2 separate regions of the Mus musculus genome follow, and region 2 is linked to region 1. The links are chromatin contacts, called in public Micro-C maps. All regions are on one chromosome and are shown on one strand. The core of a region is the stretch at or near the end of the contact, and the rest is flanking DNA. Distances in the headings are between cores, read along the strand shown. Region 1 overlaps Grb14 (growth factor receptor bound protein 14). Region 2 overlaps Cobll1 (Cobl-like 1).

Region 1 (3,848 bases), core at 558-3,057:
CAAATATAAGCTGAAGGTTGTGTCTAAAAGAACCAAAATAAAGAGAGAAAGAGAGAGGCTGAGAGTGAGGGCAATACACACTGCCTTGTTCTCAGAACACTCTGGATTTCTGTGAAATTACCTGGAATTTGATTCTCAGAGAAGTTTATTATATGGAAAAGCCCAGGAAGACAGAGCAGACACTAAACAAGGTCTCTCCCCCTCTCCTTAACCCCCCTCCCCCCCCCCCCCATAGCTGACCACAACAATGGGATGCAAGAGGATCCCCAGTTCCTTCCAAGCTGGATGCACTCAAGAGCTTTGGGGATGCATCAGGAGTGTCCAATGAGTATTTGCCAAGGGCTTTCCAAACTGCCATCCTGGGAAACTGATAAATGCCCCACGTCCTGCCCTCACTGTCCTCAGCTTCTTCAGAGAATAAGAGAGAGAACACAGCTTGTCACAGTGGGGAAGTGTATGAGATCAATCATTAAAACAAAAAACAAATAGAATGGAGAGAGAGAAAGAAGAAAAAGGGCAAACAGAGGAATGATGACTGGAGCATGACTGGACTGTGTTGCTCCTGGGCTAGAGTGTCTAGGAAAAAAATCTGAGCTCAATTAATATTAACTAGTACTGTATTTAAAATAATGTGATAAACATATTTTAAGTGTATCTTCCAGTGTTTAAGTTTCATTCTTTAATCCTATGTATCCATTATTTCTATCACTAACGTATAATTACTAGAAGATTAAAGTTAAGACAAAAAGTCCACAGAAGAGTTCCCTGCACTAGGACCCAAAGTGGAGCTCATTTTGTTTCTATAACTCTTCCAAAGTTATGAGCAACTAGAGAAAGATTACAAAACATTTTCTGATGCTTCAAGATTTCTTGCTGTTTTTTTTCTTTAAACAGAGAGCAAATGTACTTAAATCATATGAATATTTTTATAGCAAGGTCAGAGCAGCCTTGGATCTTCACATTCTTCTAAATAAGGAATGCTGTGGCCAGAGATAAGAGGAGACAGTGTAAGGATTTTGAATTAAACAAGCCTGTGTGTTTGCTTAAGGGGATGGAAATAATGCGTTCATTAGTTCTTATTCCATATCTCTGCTTTTCAAACAATGAATCTCCAAAAGAACGCTGCTCCAGCAGCCCTCAGTAACTCCAGCAAAGCTGCTGCTCCCTGCGCCCTTCCTCAACTTTTTCTAGGTGTGAAATACTGAGAGCAAAGGAGTACATAGCTTAGAGACACCACATAACAAAGTCTTAGGAAATTTGAAAGAAATATTCAACAATCCTTATGCCTGAGCAGAAACTATGCATTTTTAATTAGTTACATTCGTTCAAAACACGCAAATGTCACGAATATTGACTCTCGGGAACTGACATAACAAAGACCATGCCTTATCCTAGTCTGCTTTTCAGCTTCATTCCACACAACCTGCTCCTTCCTCCCTGATCTCACCACCCCCACTCCCAACCCCACCCCCACTCACCCTCAGTTTCTTACAAGTGCCTAGCTCCTTCCAGAACACAGCATGCTTTGACATAGTGCACTGACTACTGGTACTATCTGAACTATCTCCCTGAAACCTACTTTTCTTCCCTAAAGTCTCAGATACACCATTATTTCTTGGAAGGAAAATGTCAATGACTTTTCCAGTTTAAGGCCAGAATGTCTATACCATGCGTGGTGTACCTGTGCCATCAAACCCACAAAGCCATTGCTACACAGAACACCACACAACATCAGTCACAGCGGCTTCCTATCTTCTCTCCAGCAGCCCACAGAACACGGGGCTCACAATGGACAAATGAAATAGTTATTCTATGGTGAATAGACTCATTGTCTGTAACCCCAAGTGAGACATTACGGATTCCACAACAACACTATTGAGCCCTCAAGTTTGAAACCACACATGCAGACCAAAGAGAAAATAGTAGCAAGTTTTCATAGAAAGTCTCAGCTGAACAAAACCCAATCTGGGACTTAAAGTGGCCTGTTGTCATATTTGACATTGTGTAAAAAGTTGAAACACAGAGGGAGGGGGAACCTGGGTAAAGCAAATAGTATGAGAAAAGGTATTGAGGAAGAAGAAAAGCAAATAATAATAACAACAATGACAACAACAACAATAAGACTGGGTTTGCTGTAGCAGAACTAGTGACACTTCACAGTTGCCAGCAGACCAAGGAGAAGGGTGGTCTCATCCGGACATGCTGAGCACCGGGTTCCCTTCAGACCAGTAAAATGGAGAACGAAATCTGCCACACCCCAATTACAAAGCACCTCTCAAAATTATCTGAGAATACAGTAATAAGGTTTAAAATAGAAGTTTTACAAGGCTCTCCTCAATAGGGGCAAGAGAATTGACTGCTCAACAGCTGATGGTGACAGAACCATAATGGAAAGGGGAGCTAGCTACTAACAGCAGATTTGCCCCAGACCTTTTCTCACATTTGAAAGATTGGGGTTTTAAGTAGTCAGGTCCCTCAAGCTCCTACTAACCCAAGGTCTTTAAGTTCATCCCTAATGTTATTTATTTTTAAGACTACAGGATGGAAGTTTGCCACACCTTCTGTGTAGTAGCCTTGGCTTAGCAGTCGCTTGCTTGCTGCTCTGCTTCCGTTTGACAGTTATAAAGAGTGCCTGGGCTAATATCCCCTTATCACTAAGTGCATACCATGTATGTTCTTTTGTGACTGGGTTACCTCACTCAGGATGATATTTTCTAGTTCCATCCATTTGCCAAAGCTCCATATACTCAAGATACAATTCACAGATCACATGAAGCTCAAGAAGAAAGAAGACCAAAGTGTGGGTGCTTCGGTCCTTCTTAGAAGGGGAATAAAATACAGGAGCATATGTGGAGATAAAGTGTGGAGCAGAGACTGAAGGAAAGGTCATCCAGAGACTGTCCCACCTGGGGACTCATCCCATATACAGTAACCAAACCCAGACACTATTGTGGATGCCAAGAAGTGCATGCTGAAAGGAGCCTGATATGGCTGTCTCCTGAGAGGCCTTGCCAGAGCCTTACAAATACAGAAGCAGATGCTTACAGTCAACCATTGGACTGAGCGGTGGGTGGGTCCCCAATAGAGGAGTTAGAGAAAGGACTGAAGGAGTTGAAGGGGTTTGCAACCCCATAGGAAGAACAACAATATCAACTAACCAGAACCACCCCCCCAAGCTCCCAGGGACTAAGCCTTCAACCAAGGAATATACACGGCTCCAGCTGCATATGTGAGGATGGCCTTGTCATGTATCAATGGGAGGAGAGGTCCTTGGTCCTGTGAAGGCTTGATAGATGCTCCAGTGTAGGGGAATTGACGGTAGGAGTGGGTGGTGGGTGGAGGAACAGCCTCATAGAAGCAGGGGGAGGGAGGATGGGATAGAGGGTTTCCAGGATCGGGGAAAACTGGGAAAGGGAATAACATTTGAAATGTAAATAAAGAAAATATCCCATTTAAAAAAGTGCCTGGTCAAAGCAAACAAATCAAGACTCAAGAACCTGAGTAGCCAGGGGTCTAGTTCTGCATACTAGGGCCAGAATGCAATAGGAAAAGATTTGGGATGTTTCAAATAAGTTTGCATTCCTGGACAAAAGTAGCCCCTTATAGTCTCACTAGTGGACATGTCCTAAAGTTGACCTGGAAAGAGATTCCACATTGCCACATATGCAAATCTGCCTCATATATAGGCTTCCATCCAAAGTTATGCCCATATACATATGTGCACATGTGCATATGTGGACACACATAGGTATAAGCTTCCATTCTAAGCTACCCCCACATACTTATGTGCACATGCACATATGTGCACACGTGCACACACACACACATTTCTGTGCATTTGAATCCAA
Region 2 (4,147 bases), core at 1,290-3,789, 230 kb after region 1:
TCCTTCCACGTGCTGTAAAAATCAGCTTCTCAAAAAACCTTAAAGCTAAAAAAAAAAAAAAAAAAAAAAAAAAAAAACCTTAAAGCTAAGTGTTACAACTTAATCACATTTAATGTGTTTTCACTGAGAACACACCCATGGCATGGATAAGAGTTCTTTTTCACCTAAGTATACAGAAAAGCAGAAACTGAGTAAACTTTCTGCACGATGGGACTCTAATAAAAGGACCAAAGGTGACATTTTCATGATGGCTGGGGACGAGACAGGTCAGGAAATGTGGCTATGGAAACCAGCAAACATCTCATCACACTTTTACAGTGGATTGGGTAAACCCCAGCATCAGCTTCCTTCCTGTGTACCTTCCTGAACGACAGACCCAAAACCCAGAGTATTCCCCAGCCCAGGTTCCCTTCCGCCCGGGGCTCTGCTAAGCAGATCTGCAGGCCAGAGAGCAGGAAGGACATGATCTCAGCAAGGCCGCTGTGCTCTGCCTCTGAGAGGAACCCCGTACAGTCACTGCTGAGTGTAAAAGCTGCAAAGCAGATGCTGTTTTTATATGAACAGGATCTGAGCTACCGAGAGTCCCCTTTGTGGTCCTCTGTGATTCAGGATCCTAACTGTACTTGAGAAGCAGCCTTCCCACCTGCTGACCTTAGCACAGGCGTCATGTCTCTGGTTGGCTACAGGAATGGCATCCCTGCACATGATAGCCCTGGCTTCACTGCTCCTAAAGACCGTTCTACCCCAAGATGCCAGCCTTTTTACAGTTTCTCATGAAATTCTGTTCCGTTTAAAAGTGTGCATCAGCTCAAGTAGTGACTTGTGCCTTAAATCTCAGCACTAGGGAGAGAGAAGCAAGCCAATTTCTTTGAGTTCTAAGACACTCTGGTCTGCATAGTTCCAAGACATCCAGAGCTACGTACTGAGACCCTAACTCTAGAAACCAAAAAAGACAAAAATATTAAAAGTGTATGTTCATCCCTTTATTTCCTGAAACTGAAAGTTGAAAACACACATTCATATTAAAATATGAAATAGATCAAATGAGTGTGCAACTCCTTTATGTATAAGATGTGTGTGTGTGTCTGTCTGTGTGTGTGTGTGTGTCTCTGTGTGTCTGTGTATGTGTGTGTGTGTGTGAGGGGGGGGGCGGTGCACACTGATGGTGTGTGATGCAGGGACGGGAACTCAGGCCCTCCAACACTCTATGTACACACTCCACCACTGAGCTACAATCCCAGCTCTCAACCATTTCATTATATAATCATAAAGTCTAGAAGATGATTTGTTGTAATGTCTAACAACTTAGTCTACCTCCAAAGTAAAAGTCAGAACTAACCAAGGGAGAGATTACTAGTAAGGAAAGTTCGTCCAGTAAGCTGAATTCTCCAGTCCTGAAATGGTTTACCAGCAAGGTAATGGACATTCTCTAATGCACTTCAAGTTAGAAAACCAGTACGCAGACAACAGACAAAAGCCTCCTTCAACTCCTGACGCTCAAGGACTTATTTTTTAAAGGTCAGCATACTGCCTGGTATCACACATGCTCTAACTATAGCTACCCAGGACCCTGAGGATTCCTTGAGTTCGGGAGTTCAAGACCTACCTCAGTGACACAGTGAGATGATGTCTCAAGAAATAATAAGAACATTTAACATAAGAATGAAACAGCCTATCACGCTGCTAATTTTGAGGGCTCCTTTGCTCTCATAGGTTCTAAAGTCACCCTGTCTGGACTCAGGAAACTACAGCCTGACAGACACACAGCAAATGAGGCTTTAAGAAAGTAGAAGCATGCCCAGAACCAATCCCCACTGGCTCCTCATAGAACAAAGTTGGGGCTTCAACTATCACATAATTAAAAGTGGCTACTGTTTCAATATAGGGTGGTGATTAAGAAACAAGTAACTCAAGGGCAAAGGAATCCAAATGAAGACTCCATTACTCAGTAAGCTCGAGCCAACTTCTAGATCTTCAAGCCTTGATTTCCTCAAATTCACACTGAGCGGTAACAATTATATAGCATTTGTGTAAATTGCATCTATAATGAGCCCTAAGCATTACATGTCCCGCGGAGGAAAACGTTTTTCACCTTTAAAAAAAAGTATTAGTAAATGGTTTCGGGCTAAATAAAATGTCTAGCTTTAAATATTTACAATTTTCTACTTATGCTTTAGATCTAGAGAGAATACTTTTGAGCATAAACTCTGCCTGCAGACACTGCCCTTCACATGTCCCTGCACTAAAATAAATATTTAGGGAGAAGATTAAGTGACCTGTTCTGCTCCAGCCCCGGACTGACTCCCTTCCAGGCCCACCAGATCCTGGAATCACTTCTTGGAGTAGACATTCCACTGGAAGACACACCCAAGGCTCCCCACCCATAAACGTTCCTACCCCGAAATTCCATTCTACCCCTAATCAGGGATCCCTATTCTGCTGGGGAAAGAAAAGAACAACAACCTTATCTCCTGCTGGAGATAATCAGCCTCCAGGATCCTTCAAGAGACAGGAGGCTCTGTGGTGTATCCAGCGTATCCATAGGGACCAGACAGGCCAAGGGAATGAGTCAGCCTTAGAGGCACCTTCTCCCTTCTGGGGCTACCTCCACTCTCCAGTGTGAGAACGAACGGAACTTCTCTCACCCAGAAGAATTCGATATGATAGTGCTTTATAATTCTTCTTTAAAGGCAGGTGTCAGGCTCCAAGACAATTTTCAAAATGAGAAATTAAAACTGTCTTAGATGTTCAATACAAGCAAAAGATCCTACAGTTTTTATTTGCCACTTTACAAATTTGGTAAATTACATTTCCAACACAACTTAATTTCAAGTATTTTCACGTAACTTTGAGATACATTTTGTAACAGACAATTATCATAACGTGTCACCTTTCTCAAGGCTCACAACTTAAATCCTGAACAATGTAAATCACTAGTGATCTAAAAACACAGTTTACCTGAAGAGACTTTAGCAATCATATTTTCCCCATAAGCTGCATGTAAACTCCTTCTCAATGCCGCCAGGCCCATATGAAGACAAGGAACAACATGAAAAACAATGAGTGTATGAGAAACACCAATGGAAAAGACATTAAACAATGCAGACCAGCATAAGTTCCTACTTCCTGCAGGCTCATGAGACCATAAACAAGTCCTTATGTTCCTTTCTGTTACCAGGGCTTTGATTCAGGAACTCAAGCATGCTAAACAACTGCTCAATCACTAAAAACTGCCTTCAGCCCCCACTTTTTTTTTTTATTATAATTTCGTTTTGAGACAGGATTTCTCTAGGTTGCTCAAGCTGGTTTACCCTCCTGCCTCCACCTTGGCAGTGGCTAGGATTACAGGAATACACAGTCCTAGCAGAACATTGCTTTGTAAACTGCTATGAAGTTTACAAACAATGAATATCACCACTAGAAAAGCAATTTTCAATTAGATGACAGGGGTATGTGCATGTGTTAATACTAATGAAGTTTAAAGGGACACTTTCAAAACAGCATGCATATAAACTATTTAGTTATTTATTCATAATTCATAAGAACCTCTTTCAATTCATGCGGTTTCCAACATATAAGGACAAGGTAACACACACTTAGAAATGACAGAGTCATAGAAAAGTTGGTGGCAAACTTTCTTTGTTAAACAACAGAATTATCTGACTTTATAATGTACCAATCTCTGTAAGATGAATAACTAGCACTTCAACTGAAAGGTAGAGACTGAACCCCGGCCTCTCCATCTGCATCCTGGTGCCAGCAATGTCTATTCTTATACCATGGACTGTGGCTATAATCCTTCAATGATGTGTGCCACTAATCACACAAGAGACTTAAGAGAAAATGACACTTGTCTAAAGACTGTGTATCCCATATAAAGGGAATTTACCTTAAGTTTCAGAGGTATCCCTGCACTACTGGCAAATCTGGAGGGAACAGAACCCCGTGTCCACTTGTGGATACGTCATCTCATTGCACTGTGGGAGGAGGACAGTGTGGCATGAGGACTGCAGACATAACCAGAACAATGCCCCTAAAGAACATCCCAGTACCATAGTTAGAATTCCGATACGTCAGTCACCCTTTGCTGGGCACAGTGATGGCCCAGAAGATTTCATTGCACTTGACACGTTCCAATGGCCAGCCA

The links. A called contact is a pair of places that touch in the nucleus more often than the background predicts.
Region 2: a contact with region 1 is called in a Micro-C map of granulosa cells, with 1.8 times the contacts expected there. The contact joins two enhancer-like sites. A contact is called at or near these places in 4 of 484 Hi-C or Micro-C datasets (cerebral cortex, cortical neurons and granulosa cells) and 1 of 115 datasets of contacts at active chromatin or transcription factors (trophoblast stem cells).

What each region holds. Positions count from the first base shown.
Region 1 is chr2:64,960,579-64,964,426 of GRCm38.p6, forward strand. The region is part of intron 2 of Grb14 (growth factor receptor bound protein 14); the gene reads right to left. Among named protein-coding and RNA genes, the nearest start is that of Grb14, 60 kb to the right of the region's middle. Within about 2 kb of position 1,808, at least 28 of the 459 cell types and tissues checked have an H3K27ac peak or open chromatin away from gene starts, as enhancers often do. A contact at or near this core is called in granulosa cells, where this site is marked.
Region 2 is chr2:65,189,137-65,193,283 of GRCm38.p6, forward strand. All of the region lies in intron 1 of Cobll1 (Cobl-like 1), which reads right to left. Among named protein-coding and RNA genes, the nearest start is that of Gm13594, 42 kb to the right of the region's middle. Within about 2 kb of position 2,540, at least 48 of the 459 cell types and tissues checked have an H3K27ac peak or open chromatin away from gene starts, as enhancers often do. A contact at or near this core is called in granulosa cells, where this site is marked.